2 separate regions of the Hordeum vulgare genome follow, and region 2 is linked to region 1. The links are chromatin contacts, called in public Hi-C maps. All regions are on one chromosome and are shown on one strand. Each heading gives the region's core, a stretch centred on a gene start, on an enhancer-like site or on the middle of the called end of the contact. The rest is flanking DNA. Distances are from core to core; before and after follow the strand shown.

What was found. Hi-C and Micro-C count contacts between places; a contact is called where the count stands out from the background.
Region 2: a Hi-C map of an unstated tissue shows a contact between it and region 1, with 6 times the contacts expected there. The contact joins the promoter of LOC123413368 here to the promoter of LOC123412764 in region 1. A contact is called at or near these places in 3 of 6 Hi-C or Micro-C datasets (leaf, seedling and an unstated tissue) and 1 of 1 datasets of contacts at active chromatin or transcription factors (embryo).

What each region holds. Positions count from the first base shown.
Region 1 is chr7H:197,751,880-197,757,980 of MorexV3_pseudomolecules_assembly, reverse strand. It overlaps LOC123412764 (RPM1-interacting protein 4-like), which reads left to right and starts at 1,617. Exons shown (of 4, transcript XM_045105700.1): 1 at 1,617-1,850; 2 at 3,806-4,318; 3 at 4,421-4,612; 4 at 4,745-5,032. The coding sequence starts at 1,845. The coding sequence ends at 4,774.
Region 2 is chr7H:197,970,631-197,976,906 of MorexV3_pseudomolecules_assembly, reverse strand. LOC123413368 reads left to right here and starts at 2,500. Exons shown (of 2, transcript XM_045106311.1): 1 at 2,500-3,111; 2 at 3,239-3,499. The coding sequence starts at 2,500. The coding sequence ends at 3,499. The region is part of intron 2 of LOC123413366 (phosphatidylinositol N-acetylglucosaminyltransferase subunit A-like); the gene reads left to right.

The DNA.
Region 1 (6,101 bases), core at 368-2,867:
CATTTTTTATTTTCATTTTTCTGTTCCAATTTTTAGTTTAAATAATTTAGAACTTTGAAAAACTTTTGCAATTTATAAAACTGGGAATTTTGAAATAAAAGTTTGAAGAAAATATAAAATGTTTGTGAATTGAAAAAATGCTCAGGATTTTTGTAAAAATATTCGCATATTCAAAAAAATGTTCATAATTTTGAGAACAATATTGGTGAAAACAATAAAAGTCCATGATTTTGAAAAAAAAATTGTGTGTTACTTTTTGAGTGCAATTGAAAAAAATGTTTCTAATTCAAAAAATGTTCATGCATTTTAAGAAATGTCCTAAAATTTTAAAGACATAATATGATCAGCACCATTGGATATTATTATTGTTTTTCTCCCGTTGCAACGCAAGGGTCTTTTGCTATGAAGGCTTAAGTTCAATTCCCAGCAGGTTCTCCTTTTTGAAATTTTTAACTCGCGTTTTAGGAAACAAACCGGGTGGCCCAGTAGCAAAAAGAAGACATTGCTCCGGGTGGTCGGCCCAGTAACAAACCGTCGACAATCCTTATTTTGGAAGGTCCCTCAGGTTTAAAATAGACCACGATTAAAGAGTTCAGTATGTTAATTTCAGAGATTTAAACTTTCTTTTACAAGTTTAAGGTTTAATAAACTTTTTCCCGCAGAGTTCGCGTCGCCGGCCGCGCACACCGCCGTGCGCCGTCGCAATGCCGCCTGAGACGCGGGCGTGACCACGACGCCGGGATTGAAATCAAATGGCTGGATCGGGGGGGGGATGGGAATGGGATGGTTGTGGACTTGGGCGACCGGTGGTAACGGTGATGGCAAGGCGAGCCGCGGGAGGCGGGAGGAGAGCGGTCAAAGATGGCAAGCGGTAGCCAAGGATTATCATTAGATCGACCGGGCCCGGCCAGGCCAGATGTGCACTTTTTTGTGCACGCATGTTGGCGAGTAGGAGGAGCCCGTCAACGGTCCCCGTTTTCCAAGGCTTTTCTCCGTTTACACCCCACGGTTTCCGTGTTTTCTAGTAGTCGACTCGGACTCGGTTGTTCATCGAGCAAGCAGTATTATGATCAATTTTGTTTGGGTCCTCTCCCTCGGTGGAACGCCGGAGCTTCTGCGCACGTTCAAGTTCAACACGAGATTTTTGCTCCACCGTGATTCGTCCACGTACGCAGTTGATTGTGTGAAAGCATATCCCGTCCATCAATTACCTTGAACATTACATATATAAGTAGTACTCCGTACTATATACACACTGTCCTTCGCCCTCTCCGCGCCGTGTTGATCCAGTCAGTGTCATGCTTAGCAAATAGATACACGTGTGTAGGTGTGACGGGAGCGGCTGCGCTATAGAAAAATGCAGAGTCATGCTCAATACGAGTAGTATATTTACTCTATCTATAATAATCTATGGTATTCCCTCTATAAAAATAATATAAAAGCGGTCAGATAATTATTTTAGTGATCTAAGCACTTTTATGTTTAGGGAGTAGGAGTACGTAGCAACGTGCTTACTGCAAATAATTCGAGGGACGATTACGAAAAAAGCCGAGAGGAAGGACCAGCGAACGAAGCAACCAAACCATCCATCCCTGTCTCCTAGTTATAATCCCGCCTGCCGTCCTGAGCTGATCAACACGCTCAGAGCTAGCTACCATACAGGCCATCAGGAGCCAGGAGGAAGAAACAACCAGCGCATATATCCCCCTCTTCCCGGCCAGCTGAGCTACTTGAGCCACCGTTGGACCAACTCGCCTCAAGAAGACTGAGCACCGCCGCCGCCCGGATCTCTTGTTCATCGCCCTCTCCGCTCTTGGACTCGCTCGCCGCCGCCGCCGCCATCCATGGCTGTAAGTTCCTCTCCTCTTCCATGACTCCTCTCAACCTTAACTCCATGTCCTCTCATGGCAATCCCCGTTCATACGGTACGACCTGTCAATCGGAAGATACTTCTCAACATGTTTGATTCTGGTCCGCAAGAACATTGGTTTCTTGGTCTGATCTCGCCTTTCCAAGAGAGCTTCGTTTGTTTGCGTCCACCAGGTGTAGTTTCTCGTGGTTTGATGGTTCCAACGTGGATACCCCGAATCTGAATTGTCTCAAGGAAAAACAGCCAAATCGCTATGATACGGCACTTGCCTTGGCTGCTGCTTGTACCAGTAGAGAAATTTAGCTGCTATCATTCATGTGCTTAATCAGGCTAAAAGTTTTAATAAGACAGGATCATCCAGAACCAACCTATTATCTTTCTTTCTTTTGTACCATTTGAATTGCACTAGGTACTAGTAGTAGTCTAGTATAATTCAAGTTCTTTTCTCTTGTGTGGATGGATCGCAGAGCTAATTCATCGGCAGCAAAGGTCTTTCTTGGCAGTTGAGGCGTATCTTTCAATCGCACTGAATATCTGTGTCATCTCAATCTATACATATATTCTGGTGGAAATGCTAATCATCCCCACAAATTATGGAGATGCCGGCAGGTTAACTCTTAATTGTATACTATATGAAGATATCCATATTAACTCTCCCCTATTAGTACATGAAGATTTAGTTGTACCACTAGTGCGTAATCAATCATTCAATTTGCCAATCTTGCCTTATTTTCTGTTTCGGTTCGGAATTGGAAGGTGTCGGCGAGGTAGACCCACTACCCTTGCGGTATGTCGCGTTTAGTCTAGCCTGATCTACAAGTGCAGATTTGTTGAACCCGGAGAAAGCCAAGTAGCGAGGTCACGGCATGTGATTAGCTTCTTGATCACATATCTACTAAACTTTCCATTGATTAGTCAATGACAGTGTTTAAAATGTGCCTGGAAGCCGTGGCGCGGGGTCTACTCTCTCTTTTCCAGCAAAAAAATAAATAAGAAATTCCCCCTCCCTCTTGGCTCTTTTTCCACGGTCGTACGGTCGTACCACTACCGATATGATCTACCACCACTTGTGCTACTTGGCCATGTCAAGTTGACATGCATGTCCCCGCACATGTTAATAATCTTCTGACCATGGCTTAACCACCATCACCGAAGCTTCCTTGGGTCCAAGTTGAAGCGCTTGTGTCAGGGAATGATGATGCCCACTAGGCTGCCTTCTTTCTATTTTATTTCTCTAATCCTGGGTCCCAAGCCTCTAGCGTGTTTATTCTATGGATTCATGGATTAGAATTAGTTTGGGCTAGTTTGGACTCAACTAATCCAAAAACATTCAAAGAGGAGGGTTAATTTTGATTAGATGTATCTAATTTATTCAAAAACTAACCCGATGAAGGGGTGCTAATTTGGATTAGAGTTAGATGAGGCCCAGAAAAAAGTTACTTTTTCCTCTTCCTTCACCACACTAAATCTTGGTTAAAGGAGCCAAATGATTGGAAAAAATGCATTTATTGTCGATCTAATCATGCCATCCAAGCACCTCCTTAGTTAAAGTTACTAGTTTAGGATTAATTCAAGGTTAGAATCTAACTCTAACCTTGAGCTAGAATATCCAAATAAAATCTATATTATGAATGTGAATAATCCGTAGAAAGAATTAATTAACTCTAACCTTGAGCTAGAATATCCAAATAAAATCTATATTATGAATGTGAATAGTCCGTAGAAAGAATTAATTAACGCAATCTCTATACAGTGTAAAATGGGACATTGTATAGAGGTTGCGTCATTTAATTCTGACGAGAGGGAGTACCAAAATCAAGGTTATCGCTGTGATTTTCTATTAATAATGTCGAGGTGCGTTGAAAGAGAAAAAGAAGAGCTAGAGGAAGAAACACGCGGCATGTGGTTGACTCTTCTCCCGTTCCATGCATGCAGAAGCAGCAGAAGAACGCGCACGTCCCGAAGTTCGGCAACTGGGACAACGACGGCAACGTGCCCTACACGCTCTACTTCGACAACGCGCGCAAGGGCAAGGGCGGCAAGCCCATGAACCCCAACGACCCCGTCGAGAACCCTGAGGCCTTCTCCTCCTCCGTCGTCGCGCCGTCGCCGAACCGCTCCTTCGACCAGGCCAGGCCGGCGCCGGCACTCCCTCCCGCTTCCCCGCCTCCCGCTCACCACCACGAGCGCCGGCCCAGCGACGGGCCCGCGCCCGCTCCGCCGCTGTCCCCGTACCACCGCAACGCCGGTGGCGAGCCGCCGAGAAGAGGCGCAGGCGGCGGACGGGCAGGCGGGTACAGCGTGGAGCAGTCGCCGGCACCGTCGCCGCTGCACCCGTACGGCCAGTCAAAGGCCGAGCACTCCGACGGCAGCAGCTACGGCCTCGTGGCCAACGCCAACTCCGTCGACCGGTCCCGTGCCAGGGCCGCCTCCCGCGGCAACGAAACGGTAAGCCTCCCTGCTTCTGCTCTCCGGTCAGCGCACCATGGATTTGCACGGAGGTGATGTCTGATGTCTTACCTTGGCTGTTGTTGTTGCGATCGATGGCAGCCGACGAGGGGGTCGGCGGTGCCCAAGTTCGGGGACTGGGACTCCAACCCGGCGTCGGCGGACGGCTACACGCACATCTTCAACAAGGTGAGGGAGGAGAAGAGCACCCAGGCCAAGGCGCCGGGGTTCGGCAAGGACAACGTCGCCTATGGCAAAGGCGCCAGGCAGCACGACGACGGCTACGTCTCCTCGGTGAGTTTCACATCATGCTCACGTCGCCATTGGCTTGTCCATGTCGGTCCTCGCTTTCTCATTCGGTGATCGACATCATTGCCTCGCCATGAATTTGAGCTCTGAATTCTTCTCCGGTGGTTTCGCCTGCAGAGTCGCTGGTGCTTTGGGTGGTGCAAGTAGGAAAGGTTCGACGGATGATGGAGCAAAGTAAGCAGGGATCTTTGGGAATGTAAATTGTGTGGAATTAAGAAGGTTTTTGCCATTGATTCAACTTCGAACTTGTGTAATCCCATTTCTTGGGACATTATTTGGCATTGGGCACTGAGCAGAGTTCATATTCTTTTGATTGTCAGTATACTATTTCTTTCTGATGTGGAATGTAGAGGTCAGCCATGGTTGTTGAAATGCTAGAATTTTCTTACCGGGCTTGTAGTTCAATACTGGGTGCCGCATTTTTGTTACTCGTGTAATGAGTTTTGGGCATTTTTGTTTACCTGAGGAGCAGTGCCCACATTTGCTCATGATGGGCACTTCTCGTTAATATGTGGGGCTGAAGAGTGCCGCCCGAGATCACTGCCGCGGCATCCAGCCACCCCTCGGCCCACCTCGCTGCCCGTGGCGCGTCCCCTCAGCCCCGCCTTACTCCCTCACCATCTCCGGCGAGATTCCAACACACTTTCTTTTTTCATTTTTTTTTCCTCGATGTCCCTGGCCCGGCGGTCGCTTCTCCCCGTCGCCCCGTCCACTACCAAAGCAGGACCACGAGTGAACGAGCACCTACAAAGAAGAGAGAATCACTTAGGATGTGTTTGGTTGCGTGCATCGTTTTTTTTGTCCATTTATATACCTGGTCCATTTAAATCAGGCTCAGTGTATGTATAGACAAAAAATCAACATCTGTATGTTGATTGATTGCATACATACTCTTTTCCTGAATCGTAAGATTGTCTCTGTTGTGAGTAGGAGGACGAGAACCGACCCCAGATCCAGGACCACGAGCAGAAAGGCGAGGGGGCGGAGCGTGACTTCGTGGAGGATGCGGAGGGAGAGGGTGAGAGGGAGCAGATCCAGCAGCACCCCCCGTCGCCGCCACCTACCAAGGATCCGCCACCGGCGTCGCGCCACCGCCAGATCCCGTGGCCAATGAACTGGAACCGCCGAACGAACGGGCCCTTTCATCCCGTTGCAGCCACTCCGGCCCAGCCGCCCAAGCCTCACGGTCGCGAGCCACCCGCTCACGGACCGCTTGCTCCGCCCGAAGCTTAGATCTGAGAGAAGCCTCATACTCCAGATCCGCCCCATGGGCCGACGACTCGTCACGACGCCGCTTGCTACCTGAGATCGCCTCGCTCGAGGAGCCCTGTATTTGTCCATGGCGAGGACCTCCACGAAGGAGAGGGAAAAGGGGGTGGAGGGCCAGATTTGTGGAAGGAGCGAATGGGAGAGCGCCATCTACGCACGTCCGCAACAGTTCAAGCAGCGTCGGTTCCCTGCTCCCCCCTTTGAT
Region 2 (6,276 bases), core at 1,251-3,750, 220 kb before region 1:
ATTTCGGGAAAGGTTGGGCAATGGTCAGAGGTTGTTCGCCGGAGGGGACGCGGCGCCTAGTCAGACCCGTTGGTCGCCGGGCAGCACCGTGCGGGTAATAGGCCCAACCGCCTCTCGGGCCTAGCTGCAGCGCCGTCCGCCTTCTTAAGCCAGTTCAGAGGCAGGTGCTTTCGGTGCCTCAGTAGCAAGCACCGCAGGGCAGAGTGCAGAGACCCGATACACTGCGTTCTCTGCAGAAGAGCTGGCCACATAGCTAGGAGCTGCCCTCTGCGCCACCTCCCTCCGGGGGCGCCGGTCTCGGCTCGCAGCTGGCTCGGCCCGCCCGCTCCTGGCCAGCCGCTACAAGCGCGCGTCTGTTTCCCTCCGCCCCCGGTCGCTTCACACATGCCGCCGCTGAGGCCTGCGATGCTGCACCACATCGACCCTGCGAGGCGGCCTAGGGAGAGCCGCTCGGTGGCCGTCCCCTCGCCGGCAGTAGACCAGACCATTTTCTTCCTCAGAAGCCACGTCGTCACCCTGTCTGCAGCCGACGGCGTCAACGCCTCATCCCCCATGGCGGTGGGAAGGGCCCTGGAGGCGCAGCTCGCAGTGCCCGAGCACTCGCTGCGCGTCATGGCGCACCACCCGGAGCACTACCTGGTGATCTTCACCCAGCCGGCACAGCAGGTCAATGCACTGCGTCGGGCCTCCATCCGGGTCGACGGAGCCGTCTTCAACGTCGCCTCCTGGCACGAGCACGACCACGCCTCTTTCGGCTCGCTGCTGCTCCATGTCCGAGTCGTCATCGAGGGCGTCCCCATGCACTACTGGTCTGTCGAGGGGGCGGAGGAGATCCTCGGGAGGCGGGTAAGAGTTGATCGCCTCGACAGCAGGACGCTCGAGCGCGGCCACACCAAGACGTTTGTGTGCTGGGTTTGGACCGACGATGTCGGAAACATTCCCACCAAGCACTGCCTCGGGATCCTTCCGAGGGGAGCAGGCCGCGTCGAGGAGATGGTGGGGTTCTCCCCACTAGACAGAAGAGTAGCTCCACCCCCGGCCACGGCCGAGTACTCCATGCTCATCCACGTCGATCGGGCAGAAGATTGGACTCCGCCGTCCCCCCGTTCTTCCCACTCCGAGCGGAGCGGAATCCCGTCCTCCGACTCGGATGGCGAGGCCGCCCCCTTCCCGGCGGTCGCACCTGCGTCCTGGACAATGGGAACCGAGGACGGCCATCATGGGGGAAGGAAGAAGACCCAGGCCCGCGCGTCGGTGGCCAGCGTCGGCTGCCGGGGTATGGCTTGCGGCGGCCGGGAGCAAGACGGTGACGGGGATGGTGACCCGAGGGGGGGAGACCACCGCTCCTGGAAGGACGTTCTTCTCCGCCATAGCCGCGCTTCGGTCGTCCCCCCACAACCACCGGCTCCACGGCAGCGCAGCCGCTCTCCCGCGCCAAGACGCCGGTCACGGGACTCCTCCGGCCGACGCCGCGACAAGAGGGGGGCTTCGGTGGGGAGGCGTCATCACGCGCAGCGGGGCAGGTCTAGGCCTCCGCCACCACCCACTGTCAGGCCAGCACAGGCGCGAGAGGCTCACGACGAGACCACGGGCAAGGACCCGGTGGACGAGTTCTTCAAAACAGCAAACAAGCCGCCGATGACCTCCCTCGTCGTCGACGGCATGGCGGCCGACGTGCAGGCGGCCGCAGACGCGGTACTGGCCGAGCCGCTGCAGTTCGACGAAGGATCCCTGCTAGAGGCAGCAGGGGAGGCGCTGCAACTAGACGCCTTCAGCCCCACGCTGTCGGACTACGGCCACTTCAACAGGGCAACTCCCTCCTCCGCGCGCACGATGGAGGTCCAGCTGGGAGCTGTGACCAGCCGTGTGAGCCAGCTCGAGCTCGTCGAGGCAAGCGGCTGCAAGGAGCCTCGCCTCTTCCGCGAATGTAGGCCTCCTCTGCTGGCCGTGCCACCCACCAGGCGGTCCGTGCCGCCGCCGAAGAGCAGAGCGCAGGCTACTCCGACTAGGCACAGCGCACGGCAGGCAGCAAACACGTCTACCGTCCCGGTCGCACAGCGTGCCTCCCTCCGTCTCGTGAAGGAGCTAGGGCTGCTAGGACCAAAGGAGAAGATGACTGAAGACGTAGCAAAGGCCCTTATTCGACGCTTCGATGAGCCTCTCTCAGACAGCGACATTGCGGTCATCGCCAAGCTCACCCGCCTCGACGGGGAGGCCCTGACGGTCATGGCTCGCATGGCCGGCCCCGACGTAGTGGCCGAGAAGGCCGTAGTCTAGTTATGTTAAGAGTTAACTTTGTACTTCTCCGGTGGCGTCCGGCGGACAGCCGGTTAGAGCTAGGTTTCATTTCTTTGTGTAAGGTTAGCGAGGCCGTATCCTATCGCCGTCGTAGCTTGGGGCCTATTGGTGGGCGACGGCGATCCCCGGTTATGTTGGAGGTGTTTGTTCTGGGCCCAAGGCCAAATAGATGTAGTCACCGGAGATTTGTTAGTTTCCCCCATGAGTGACAAGCTACTACCGATCATGTGCTGGAACGTAAGAGGACTAAACCAACCAGCAAAGAGGGCATCAGTGTGTGAGATGGCAAAATCATTGCGAGCAACAATTTTGTGCCTCCAGGAGACGAAGATAGACGCATGGACACCGCAACTAGTGCAGGAGATAGGAAGAACCCAACTCACGGAATGCATCGCCCTACCGGCGATCGACACGAGCGGCGGGGCGGCAATCCTATGGAATAGAGAGCTCACTACAATAGTTTCGCATGCGGTAGGAATTTTTGCTATCACTGCCAAGGTCACCCTGCTAGGACAGAGCCAGCCTTTCTGGCTATCCTCGGTCTATGGACCAGCGGACGACGCCAGGAAGGAGGCGTTCCTCCGCGAGCTATCATTCTCTACGCCACAGCCTGCGGAGCCGTGGCTTATAAACGGCGATTTCAACCTGTTTTACGAGGCTAGGGATAAAAATAACCTAAACCTCAACCGGAGGCTCATGGGCAAATTCAGGCAGGCCATCGACACTGCCGGGTTGAAGGAAATTAGATGTACAAACCGCCGCTACACGTGGAGCAACGAGCGACAAAACCCGACGCTAGTAAGCATCGACAAGTTCTTCTGCAACCTTCCATGGGAATGCCGATTCCCCTCGGCGTCACTGCATGCGGCATCCATGGCCACCTCCGATCATTGCCCGCTAGTACTCACTGACACAACAGCAACTCCACGCCATCGACAAGTTCTTCTGCAACCTTCCATGGGAATGCCGATTCCCCTCGGCGTCACTGCATGCGGCATCCATGGCCACCTCCGATCATTGCCCGCTAGTACTCGCTGACACAACAGCAACTCCACGCCCAGGCAAGTTCAAATTTGAAAATTTCTGGCCTAGGTTCCCGCGGTTCCACGACACGGTTGAACGGGCTTGGAATAGACCAGTGCAGTCTACCTGCGCTTTCCGTCGTCTCCTCACAAAAATGACGGCACTGCACGGGACCTGAAGATTTGGAGCAAATCCTTTTTCAGCGATGCAAAACTACAATTCCACATGGCGGCAGAATTAGTCCTTAGGTTTGACGTAGCACAAGAGAACAGGCGTCTTTCAGACGCAGAGTTTGATCTTCGAAAGCTACTCAAGTTACGTATGCTCGGCCTCGCCGCGGTCGAGCGTGCACGACGGCGACAGGCATCTAGACTCACATGGCTAAGGCTGGGCGACGCGGGAACAAAATTCTTCCACATCAAGATGAGAGCAAGGAGGCGGAAAAACTTCATCCACACCTTAAAGGCTGGTGACGGCATAGCTACGACACACCAACACAAAGAAGAAGTCATCTATAGGCACTTCAACGAGGGGTTAGGGAAAAAAGCTACCCGCACCGTCACAATAGACTGGGCTTCATTAGATCTACCATCAGTTCATGGGAGAGGTTTGGACAACCCATTTACATAAGGGGAAGTGTGGGACGCGGTCAAGGCATCACCTTCGGAGAAGGCGCCGGGACCGGATGGTTTCACGGGGATTTTCTTCAAAACGTGCTGGCCTCTAATTAAGGACGACGTGATGCAGGCTTTTCATAGCTTCTATCACCTGACTAGAGGAGACTTCTTCAAGCTTAACTCCGCCATGATAGTCCTTCTGCCAAAAAAGGAAGGAGCCTCCGAGGTGCAGGACTACAGACCGATAAGTCTAATTCATTCGATCTCCAAGCTTATAGCTAAGGTCCTCTCGAGAAGACTAGCTACGGTCATCGACATCATAATCTCGCCAGCACAATCAGCTTTCTTGTGTGCCAAGTCAACGCAAGACAGCTTCCTCTACGTACAAAATGCCGTTAGATCTCTCCATCGAAAGAAGACCCCCGCGCTACTGCTGAAGCTAGACATCGCAAGAGCCTTCGACAACGTCTCCTGGGAATACCTCTTAGAACTACTGCAGCATCTAGGGTTTCCAGCAAGATGGCGGGATTGGATAGCACTACTCCTTAGCTCTGCATCGTCTACGGTAATGCTAAATGGCTCCGCGGGTAGACCTATCTGGCACAAAAGGGGCCTGCGACAGGGAGACCCGCTGTCCCCCCTCTTATTCATCCTAGCCATCGACACCATGCACAGGCTCCTGTGTAGGGCCACTGAGATGAACATGTTCCAGCCACTGCCGGGCAGAGATATCTCGCTACGGCTTAGCCTCTATGCGGATGATGCCGTGATCTTCGCAAACCCCATACAGGAAGAAATCGACTTGATTATGGGCATCCTAAGAGACTTCGGAAATGCCACGGGTCTGCATATCAACCCTGCCAAGTCTACTGTCTCGGCAATACGCTGTGAAGACCTAGACCTCGACGCTGTGCTTGCAGCCTTCGGAGGGGAGAGGGTAGGCTTCCCAATAAAGTATCTAGGACTACCACTCACCCTTAACAGGATCCGTTTGGTACACATTCAATTCATCCTAGATAGGATTAGGGCTAAGCTAGCAGGATGGAAAGGGAAGCTAATGAACATCGCAGGGAGACGGGTCCTGGTTCGCAGCGTACTCACCGCGCTGCCAACTTTCGCCCTAGCTGTCCTGCGAGCGCCCAAAAAATTCCTCGACGAGATTGACAAGGTTAGGCGCTGTTTCCTATGGGCACACGAAGAAGATATCAGCGGAGGGAAATGCAAAGTTAGCTGGCCAATAGTATGCTCCCCAACGGAGAGCGGTGGGCTAGGGGTGCTGGATATGCATCGCTTCTCCAGAGCGCTCCGGCTAAGATGGCTATGGCTGTCATGGACAAGTCCGCAAAGGCCATGGAACGGCATGCAGCTGCCATGCGATGCCGATGACAGAGCTCTTTTCAGCGCCTCCACGACAGTCACCCTGGGGGATGGGGCCACGGCCTCCTTCTGGAAATGCCCCTGGACGGGTTCGGGGGCGCTAAAGACGGCATACCCGACGCTGTTCAGGCACTCACGTAGAAAAAATAGGTCTGTGAAAGAGGCGCTACAAGGCAACACATGGATAGCCGAGCTCGCGCATGGAGATACAACGCACCTTTGGGCGGACGTCCTCCGCCTGCATAGATGGATTTAGGACGCGGACGTCCAGCTCATAGAGCAATCAAGTGACCAAATCAAATGGAGACATGAGGCCTCGGGGATTTACACTGCCAACTCAGCATACAAAGCTCAATTCCTAGGACGGACAGCATCGGAAATCAGCAAGTTTATATGGAAAACTTGGGCACCGCAAAGGCTCAAGATATTCATATGGCTGCTGACAAAAAATAGGCTCTGGTGCAACGACAGATTGCAGAGGAGGGGATGGCAAAACAGCTACTTCTGCCAGCTATGCCTCAGAAATCTAGAATCAGCAACTCATCTTTTCTGGGAATGCAACGTGGCAACAACAGTATGGATCGAGGCGGCATCTCGCATCGGATGCGCCTCACTAAGCCCAACAATTTGGACTCACAAAAGATCAACCAGAGAGATCATCTCCAAGATGATAAGCAAGGCAAGACCAGAGTACAAAAAAGGAACCAGAACAATGATCGTGCTGATCCTGTCAGAAATCTGGAAGGAAAGAAACGAGTGCACTTTTAGAAACAAAACAGCAAGAGCAGCAAACATATCCACCTCCATCACAACAGCTCTTGAGTTTTGGAGGCAAGCAGGAGCAGTTTTTCTTGAGCACCCGTTTAGGGAAATTACGTGAGGAGTCCGGCGCCTGTGCCAGGCTACCTTTTTTTCCACCTCTTTTTCGGATGATTTTCCTGTTATGTCTTTTGATCTACTG